Regions from separate parts of the Mus musculus genome. Here region 2 is linked to region 1. A link is a contact called in public promoter capture Hi-C data. All regions are on one chromosome and are shown on one strand. The core of a region is the stretch at or near the end of the contact, and the rest is flanking DNA. Distances in the headings are between cores, read along the strand shown.

Region 1 (3,911 bases), core at 1,285-3,784:
CCAAATGCCAGCTTCATCAGAGGTCCAAAGCAGTGGGTGCCCCACATCTCACGTAAAACTGAGCCAAAATCATCTTCTTCTCTTCGTAACTTAGTTATCTCAGGCACTTTGTTATAGGGATGCAAACACTACTGTATTTGTTTTATTAAGAAAATTGTAGTATAAGCATATGCATAGTGTATATATGCATTGAAGAGTAATCCATGCATGAAAGATTATACAAACATAAATACGGGGATTTCTTTGTTTTTGTTTTTGAGACAGGGTCTCCTGTATTCTGTAGTGTCCTCCCTTGCGTGTTCTTGTACAGGAGGATGGCCTTGAACTTCTCATCCTCCTTCCTCCACTTTCTGCAGGGCTAGAGTTACAGGTGTGTGATGTCACAGCTGGAAATGTAGTATTGGAGATAAAATCCAGGGTCTGATACATACTAGGAAAATACTCTACCTACTGAGCTACATTCCCAACCCTCAGATTAGTTTATGAGTTAGCAATTAACGCTGAAACAATGCCTTCTCAAGCTTCCTAAGGTACTTGGCCCAGTGCTGAAGAGCGGCCCTGTTGGATCTCCTCTCAACTCCCCTCAGTGACCTTGAGCCAACTACTGAAACCTGGCGTGATGGGAGGATTCACGCTTGGGGAAAAGGCAAGGACTACGAAGCCAGAGCAGGAGCCAGAGGTTTTTGTCTGTCTGTTTGTCCTCCTTTCTCCCCACCCTACCAGTTCTACTCAAGAGCTGGTAGTACTAAATATATTTAAAAACGAACAAAACAAAAACATCTGAATGTTTAAGAGATGTAAGGAACCCTGAAGTTGGCTCAAGACAACCCAGGTCCTTAATATAAAAGAGTCTTGTTTACCCCAGAAGGAAAAAGGGCAGGGATAAAGAACTAAGACAGGACATAGAGGACAGGAAGAAGGAGAAGGGAACAAGGGGGAGGGTCAGGGGGTCTTTGACCTGGAGAGACAAAGAATTGGCTCTGGATAGAGAGAAGACAGACAAGACTCATAGAAAAACAGTTATATGGAAGAACCCCATGTTAGGACGAGTCAGTTCATTTTGATGGAGCATGCTAATTAGGTGAGCTAAAGGTGGCCATTTGATTGTTGGGCTTCAATACTTTGATAGCTGGAGCTTGGTAGTCAGCCTCAGGAGGAGCAAGTGGCCAAATAAGGGAATGGATCTTGGGAATCTAGCTTTAGGAAAGTAATCTAATGGTCTGAGCCAGGCAGAAGGAATGGGGGAGAAGGGCAAGACTTGCCAGAACCATGTTTGCCATGCTGGAGCTGGCTAGAGTTTCTTCCATAGGGAAGGGATCATATTCCATCCAGTTATAGAATATCCTATCAAGCCGGCCATGGTGGCACACGCCTTTAATCCCAGCACTCGGGAGGCAGAGGCAGGCAGATTTCTGAGTTCGAGGCCAGCTTGGTCTACAGAGTGAGTTCCAGGCAGCCAGAGCTATACAGAGAAACCCTGTCTCAGAAAAAAAAAAAAAAATATATATATATATATATATATATATATCCTCTCATGATTACATCACAAGCAGAAAAGTCTTTGGAAAGTTACAGGGGTGCTTACTTAAAAAAAATACTGTGTTCTCTACATGACTCTGCACGTGACAGGATCAGCGCAGGGATCCTCAGTCCCAGCACACATAAATTAAGAAGCTCAGAGAGTGGGGGCTAGGGAGAGGCAAGCATAGACAGTAGATGCATTACTCTTCATAAAGTTAAGTCAAAGGAATGTGGTTAAGGTTCTTGGGGGAATGGGCACAGCCCTTTTTCTGTGACATTCCGACATACCCAGTGACACTAGTAAATTAGGCAGCTGAGGTACAGGTAATGGACAGAAGGAGTAAGAAGAGAACAGGAAGGCCAACCTCATGTCCTTAATAATTACAGCTGCAGCATATTCTAGCAGGCAGCTGAGACGTTACCTTCCTGGCTCACAGGGCTGTGACTTTGCAAAAACGCCATGGCACTTAATTGCTTTGTCTTCCTCGCAACAACCTCATGGAGTGTTTATAAAGCAACATGTTTATAAATGAGGAAATGAAAATTCAGAAAGATATTCCCTTTTCAAGGATTCTTAGCTACTTCTCAGCAAAGACAAAGGCATGTAGGTGTTGTCTCTGTTGTCTCAATATAATAGACCTAGTTTCTAATTTAATCCCTAAGCTCTGGTATGGATAGATAGATAAATAGTATCTAACTCAACTATGTGGATGCTGAGATCTGAGCTCCAGTCCTCATGCTGGCAGGCCAAGTGTTTTATCCCACAAGCCACCTCCTCAGCCCACGATATACTATGCTTATGTCTGGCTCCAGGGACTTCTGTGCCTCTGTGTCATCGTAAAGGCACCTTCAAGGCTCAGGACCGTGTATTGGAGACTCTGGGTGCAGCAAGCTTCCAATACACTCATAAGCTCCAATGTGCTTATGACAAGGAGACGAGTCATTAAGATATCCCAAGCAAGTCCTGCCTCAGTAGGAGAGACAGACGAGCAAATGGTGACAAGGACACTGTGTTTTCAGAGCTGCATCTGTTCGCAGTTCCTCTGTGAGGGCTTTATTAGGGTTTACTACAGAGGGAGACAGCCAAGTGCCGCAACTCTGCTGACAATATCCTTAGATCAGGGCCAAGTTGCCAGCATTTTCTCTGGTCAGTTTCAACAAATGTTCATAAGCACTCTCAGAAAGGCCAACAGTAGGCAGATTTCAAATATCGGGGGTGGGAACGAATCACATAGTTCATCGTGAAAACAAGAAAGCTAATTAGCTGAAGATGAGTTGCCGTTCTTCGTACAAATCATAGATATTGTGAACATTGAAAAGGAATCAAATGATGTGTTATTTGGCCCATATCCCCAATTTTTTGAAAAATGAGAAAACTGTGAATAAAAAAATAAAGAAAAGATTTATCCAAGCCCCTCAGTCATTTCTGGTTTAGGCAGAGCCCAGGGTTCTTGGCTCTAAGAGTTGTCTACAGACACCTGATTTCCGAAAGCAATGAGGTCACACTATAACCAGAGTAGTTAGGCTTGATTTGCTAGGCATTGTGGTACATGCATATAATCTTAGAACTTGGAGGATGAAGTGGATGAAGAGGATGGCTCGGGGCTAACCTGGGCTATATAAGAAGTTCCAGACTAGCCTGGTCCATGTAGCAATTGTCTATCTCAAAACAATTAGTAAATAAAATGTCAACCAGTTGCTGATATGTAAAAATAGCGACATTTCCCATTGAGATCTCTCTATGGTTTCTTGAAATGAGAGATTTGGAACCATGGGCAGGCTTTCCTCCATAGATGCAGTGAGCTGCAGATCATGCCGGCCCTTCCTGGCTGACTTCTTCTTTGGCCAGACTCTCCAGCCTGGCCCCTGTGATATGAACCATGTGGTCTCTACCTTGCAGCTCACCCGGTACAAGATGGTTTTTAGAAAAACAAATGGAAAGGGCATAGAACATTGCTATGTCCCTAACATAGTAACTCTCTACCATGCCACAAACATGAGAAATAGGAGCTCTGATCTCATGCAGTCTGACAGCATTCCTTGTATATTTTCAGTATAACTGAATTCTTATAAATCCTCAGTGTGTTAATAACAAGCCAATCAACTGAAGAGTTTTCTTGCTGACTGATTGGAATCTAACTGCCTCCTTTCAAATCATTGTAATGATTGACTAAATTCAATTACTGTATCTTTTTATTTAATGAACTGACATGTATGAACACAAGCCACTAATGCTCACTAAGTACAGTGAAGGCGCATTTCTATTACCCCTGGCAATCGGCTTTCTACTTCTCAAACTTATTTCATTACAATTATGTTCCCTTTTTGTGGAAGATAACTTTTATTTCGTCTTATTTACAAATTCAAAACCAAACATTGCCCATCTTTAG
Region 2 (4,352 bases), core at 1,152-3,651, 33 kb after region 1:
CCTCAGGAAGTATTTGTACAAAGTTTTGTCGCTCAGGTCTATGCTCGTGGCAGAATAGGCGATTTGTGGGATGTCGAACAGCTGCAGAAGATTCTGGACTTGAATGGCCACAGAGCTGGAGCCAGGGCCGATCACTCCAGCAATAGGCTTCTTAGTCCTGCCTGGGGGTAGGGTCTGGCCATCAGGCAGGCAGCGGTTCAGTCCATCCTTCTCATCTCGGATGGAAATCAGGGAGTCTCTGATGAACTCAATGCTCTGTTCCAGAGCCACAGAAGAGTGCCAGCAGGAGTCCCGGATCTCACTGCCCAGAGTGATGTTGGGCAGGAGCACCGGGTCCGCATTAATCTTATCTAATGTGTGGAACATGGCCTCCACTCTCTGGATACCATACTGTTCTCTGATCTCCCCACACTTCCTTTCCGGTACCTTTTCGGCTGGAGGCTGGTGATGGACTGAGAAGAGGGCTCCGATGATGACATCTCCGTCCATTCTCGCCACAGAGCGCTGGGACGAGGCACCTGCCAGCAGTACTTTTCTGTCAGGCATCCTGGGCAAAATGGACATCTCCAAAAAGATCATTGGGAAGAAAATCAAGAGGAGCCGGACCATTGTGGCGAAGACGCGGTCGACCGCCGGCAAGCCACGTTCCCACGCCGGTCCCGCCTGCAGGTTCCCAGCGCGAACCACCCTGACGCCCGCCGCTGTCTTTTGCCGCTTCGTGCCTTTGGCCAACACAGCTGGTTCAAAGCTTCTCAGTCTCCACCACCGCCCCTCTCCCCTCCGCTTCTTCCTGCTGGTCCTCCACGACCGCTCCCAAACCCTAGGGGTGTTCTTCCAGAAAATCAAGTCGCGGTTTTTTCACTGGTGCCCGAAGGTGTGTGAATCAGGTGTGCAATGAGCGGCGCGTTAGTGGCCATAAGCTGGACGCTGATGGTGGAAAAAGAGGGAAGTCAATGCCAGGCTACCGGAGGAATTGTATTTTAAACTCCAGGGTCTGGGATGCTAAATATTGTCCGGTCCGCTTCACCTCAACACATCCTTCAAAAACAGCTAGAGGCATCTCTGGTCAATGACGAAAGTGTGCCCTGCTTGCCTGCTATGCTCGCTCGGGTCCTTTGAGGTGCAAAGCCCTGCTGACCCGCCCCCTTCTCCAGCCTCAGGTTCTCTCGGTTCCTTCAAACCTACCAAGCTTTCTCAGGTGATGGGGGCGTCAAGGGGAGGGACGGAAAAGAGGGGAGGAGCTAAGTTCTTCAACCTCAGAGAACTTTCCTGGTTTTGAAAAGATCAACTTTTTTCCCAGAAGAAAATTGGAGAACTCTTTGGGAGGTAGAAGCGTTGTTTTTAAAAAGCAACTCAAACAATGGGAACACCTTTTATTTTAACATTTAAGGGTTGAAGAGACCCCGACACACAATTTTAGTAGTAAATGTAAATGCGACAGCTTGTGGAAAAGCCATATTAGTTACTAAGGCAACGCCTGGTAGCCTCCCTGTGTTGGGGCTTGCTATATTGCACCCCCTAAGAAATGAAGCTTACTGTAGATGTTCAAGAAGGAGTACAGAAGGTAACTTGCTTTTCGAGATGGGGTTGGGGAAGAGGAGGGTATCCTGCAACCGCCTATGTATCAGAACCCTTGGGGCTTTGCATCACTGTAAGAAATGGAAGAAAGATAGCTAGGCATGGGGGTCGCCTTTGGCTCAACCGCCTGAGCCACTCAAATGTCAGAACCCTGGACAGCGCTCAGAGCTAGGAGGCGACACCTTTCCTTGCAGCGCCAGGAAATTCTTGACCTCCCCTCCTTCCTTCGCATTCTACACTCGCGCGCGCGCGCGCGTACACACACACACACACACACACACACACACACACACACACACACACACACACACCCTTTCTATCGCTTCTCTAGCATCTCTCCACCCTCATTCTCTTTGCCTGGCTGTTCTGCAGCTTTATTCCCCAATCCAAGTGCTTTGAGGGTAGAGGCACCTGCGGGGCTGAAGTTGGCTCTCTCTCCCGTCCCTCCCCGATCCCTTTCTCAAGGTGAGAGTCAAGATTAAAAAGGGGGCATCGGGAGCAGGCAGGGAATGAAATCGCAGGAGGCAAGGCACAAAAGGGGGTGGGATCAAGCCAGACGCCCAGCGCTCTTCACTGCTTCTCAGACATGAAGGACTCAAAGAGATAAATAAACCAAGATCCTCCTAGATCCAGGAGAAAATCAGATAGATTAGAACAGTACCTTCCGTTCGGGGGTGGGCTTCATCGCAGAAAGATATCCGCTCACCTGGGCCAGTTTGGGGTATGTACTTCAAGACCTACCTGAGTCCGGGTAGACAGAGCTATTGGTCTCAGGTCAGAGGACTGCAGCCGCCCTCGGTTCGCAGACACCTCAGCTCCAAATCAGACGGTGCAAGGCTGCCATCTGGGCTGTACACTAGTGCCCTCTTTCTTCAACACTATTATACCGCAAGGGAAAAAAAACGGGGGGGAGGGGGGGCGGGGGGAGAAGTAAAAAAAAAAAAAAGGAAAAGAAAAGAAAAAGCAGGTCACCCAAGGTTTGTCTAATATCTAATTTATTTAAAAAGTCATTTGATAGAGGAAAAGGAGAAGCTAGAGAATATAGGAGCTGGCATTTGTCAACTACTATACTATCTCTGAGAGGACTTAAAGAGGCTACCAAGCATACAGATCATCAGTAGTGTCTTGCCAGAGGAATGAGGGGTTCCTAGGCTGTTTTGGGGATTGTTATCCTTTGCATTTATCTTACAGACTCAGATTTTTTTTCTCTCTCTAAAAATAAGGAACACAATGAGAAAAACAATGTATGTGTATATCTACCTAGGGACAAGGCTCTGTTGTCAGGTTGCAAAGAGGATGGGAAGAGATTTCATGGCGGGAGACAAGGGGAGGAAGGAACATGCACATCCTAAAACAGGAGTAGCCAAATGTAGAGTGGCAAGCAGCACCCACCTTTTCCAGGTCAAGAAGTATCTAAATTGAGAACAAGAGGTCACATGAAAACACTAGAGTGAAAAACACTTATCCAAATCCCTCCCAGACTGCCAGCACCTTCCCGACATGTCTTACTGCATGAAAACTGGAAGTGAAATCACGTTCCTCTGGGGGCAGGGTGGCTGGACAGAATGAATCCTGGCTCTTCTCAGAGGACGAAAGCAAATGACATGGAGTTTTTCCACTCTTATTTAAAGCTCCTTGAGCAGAAACCCGTCTGTGTGGGGCCCCGGGTCATCCTTGTTTACCTTGTCTTGATATTAGGGAAGCTGTCATGTTGGAACCAAGGAAATGGGTCTCATCAGGCCATGCATATCTTCAACTGTGTCTCTGTCAGAAGTTATTAAGAGAAATGCCTCCAGTCAAGAACAGACCATCTTCCTGTTCTGTTTTGTTGTTGTTGTTGTTTATTTGTTTGTTTGTTTTTCATTTCCCTCAAGTGTCAGACATTTCTGAAAGGTATTCTTAGGCAACCTAAAAAGGATTTCTCTACCCACTTTTCCAAGATTAGACTGAAGCAAGGATGGACCCTACAGATTAAAAGGTCTCTGTTCTCAGGTCTGGAAAAACAAACAAACACACAAACAAAACCAACCCAAAAAACGAACAAACAAACAAACAAAACAAAAACAAAAAACAAAAACAAAGTCTACACATTTACTCCAAGGAATGAAGAACAGATAAGTTTGGGTCTTCACAGACAGGGCAAATTTACTCTGAATTTTCAGAACAGCAAGCTAAAGGTATTCATTGTATCTCACTCCTCTAACAAACATTTGAGCTTAAATTTTAAATCATGTCATTCTGGCTTCATAATCTCTAAACATAATTTTTCTCATCTTTTTTCTCAGTTATAATATTCTATATATAAGTTAGTAACTGTATTACTGGTTAGTTTTATGTCAACTTGATACAGGCTAGAAGTCATCAGAGAGGAATCTATTGAGACCTTAGTTGAGAAAATGCCTTCATAAGATTGGGTTGTATACAAGCCTGTAGGGTATTTTCTTAGAAGGTGATTGATGTGGGAGGACCCAGGCCATTTTGTGTGATACCATCCCTGGCCTAATAGTCCTGGGTTCTGTAAGAAAGCAGGCTCAGAGATCCCCAAAGAGCAAGCCAGTAAGAAGTGTTCCTACCTGACCTTTGTATTAGCTCTGCCCTGTGTGAGTTCCTGGCCTGACTTCCTTTGATGGTGAACTGCGGTATGGACACACAAGCTGAATAAACCCTTTCCTAGCCCAGTTGCTTTGGCCATGGTGTTTTATCAAGCAAAAGTAATCTAAGATTTCCCCCCAAATCAAAGAAATCAATGTTCCTGAAGTCCACAATTACTTTCA

Evidence for each region. Promoter capture Hi-C pulls out the DNA fragments that hold promoters and counts their contacts.
Region 2: a promoter capture Hi-C map of hippocampal neurons shows a contact between it and region 1, with 2.4 times the contacts expected there. The contact joins the promoter of Grm1 here to the enhancer-like site in region 1. A contact is called at or near these places in 5 of 39 promoter capture datasets (the 3T3-L1 cell line, 3T3-L1-derived adipocytes, hippocampal neurons and 2 more), 1 of 484 Hi-C or Micro-C datasets (cerebellar granule neurons) and 3 of 9 other capture datasets (adipose tissue, liver and pancreatic islet).

The regions. Positions count from the first base shown.
Region 1 is chr10:11,047,022-11,050,932 of GRCm38.p6, forward strand. All of the region lies in intron 2 of Grm1 (glutamate receptor, metabotropic 1), which reads right to left. Among named protein-coding and RNA genes, the nearest start is that of Grm1, 33 kb to the right of the region's middle. Within about 2 kb of position 2,535, at least 12 of the 459 cell types and tissues checked have an H3K27ac peak or open chromatin away from gene starts, as enhancers often do. A contact at or near this core is called in cerebellar granule neurons and hippocampal neurons, where this site is marked.
Region 2 is chr10:11,079,930-11,084,281 of GRCm38.p6, forward strand. Grm1 (glutamate receptor, metabotropic 1) reads right to left here and starts at 2,402. Exons shown (of 9, transcript NM_016976.3): 1 at 2,320-2,402; 2 at 1-927. The coding sequence starts at 609.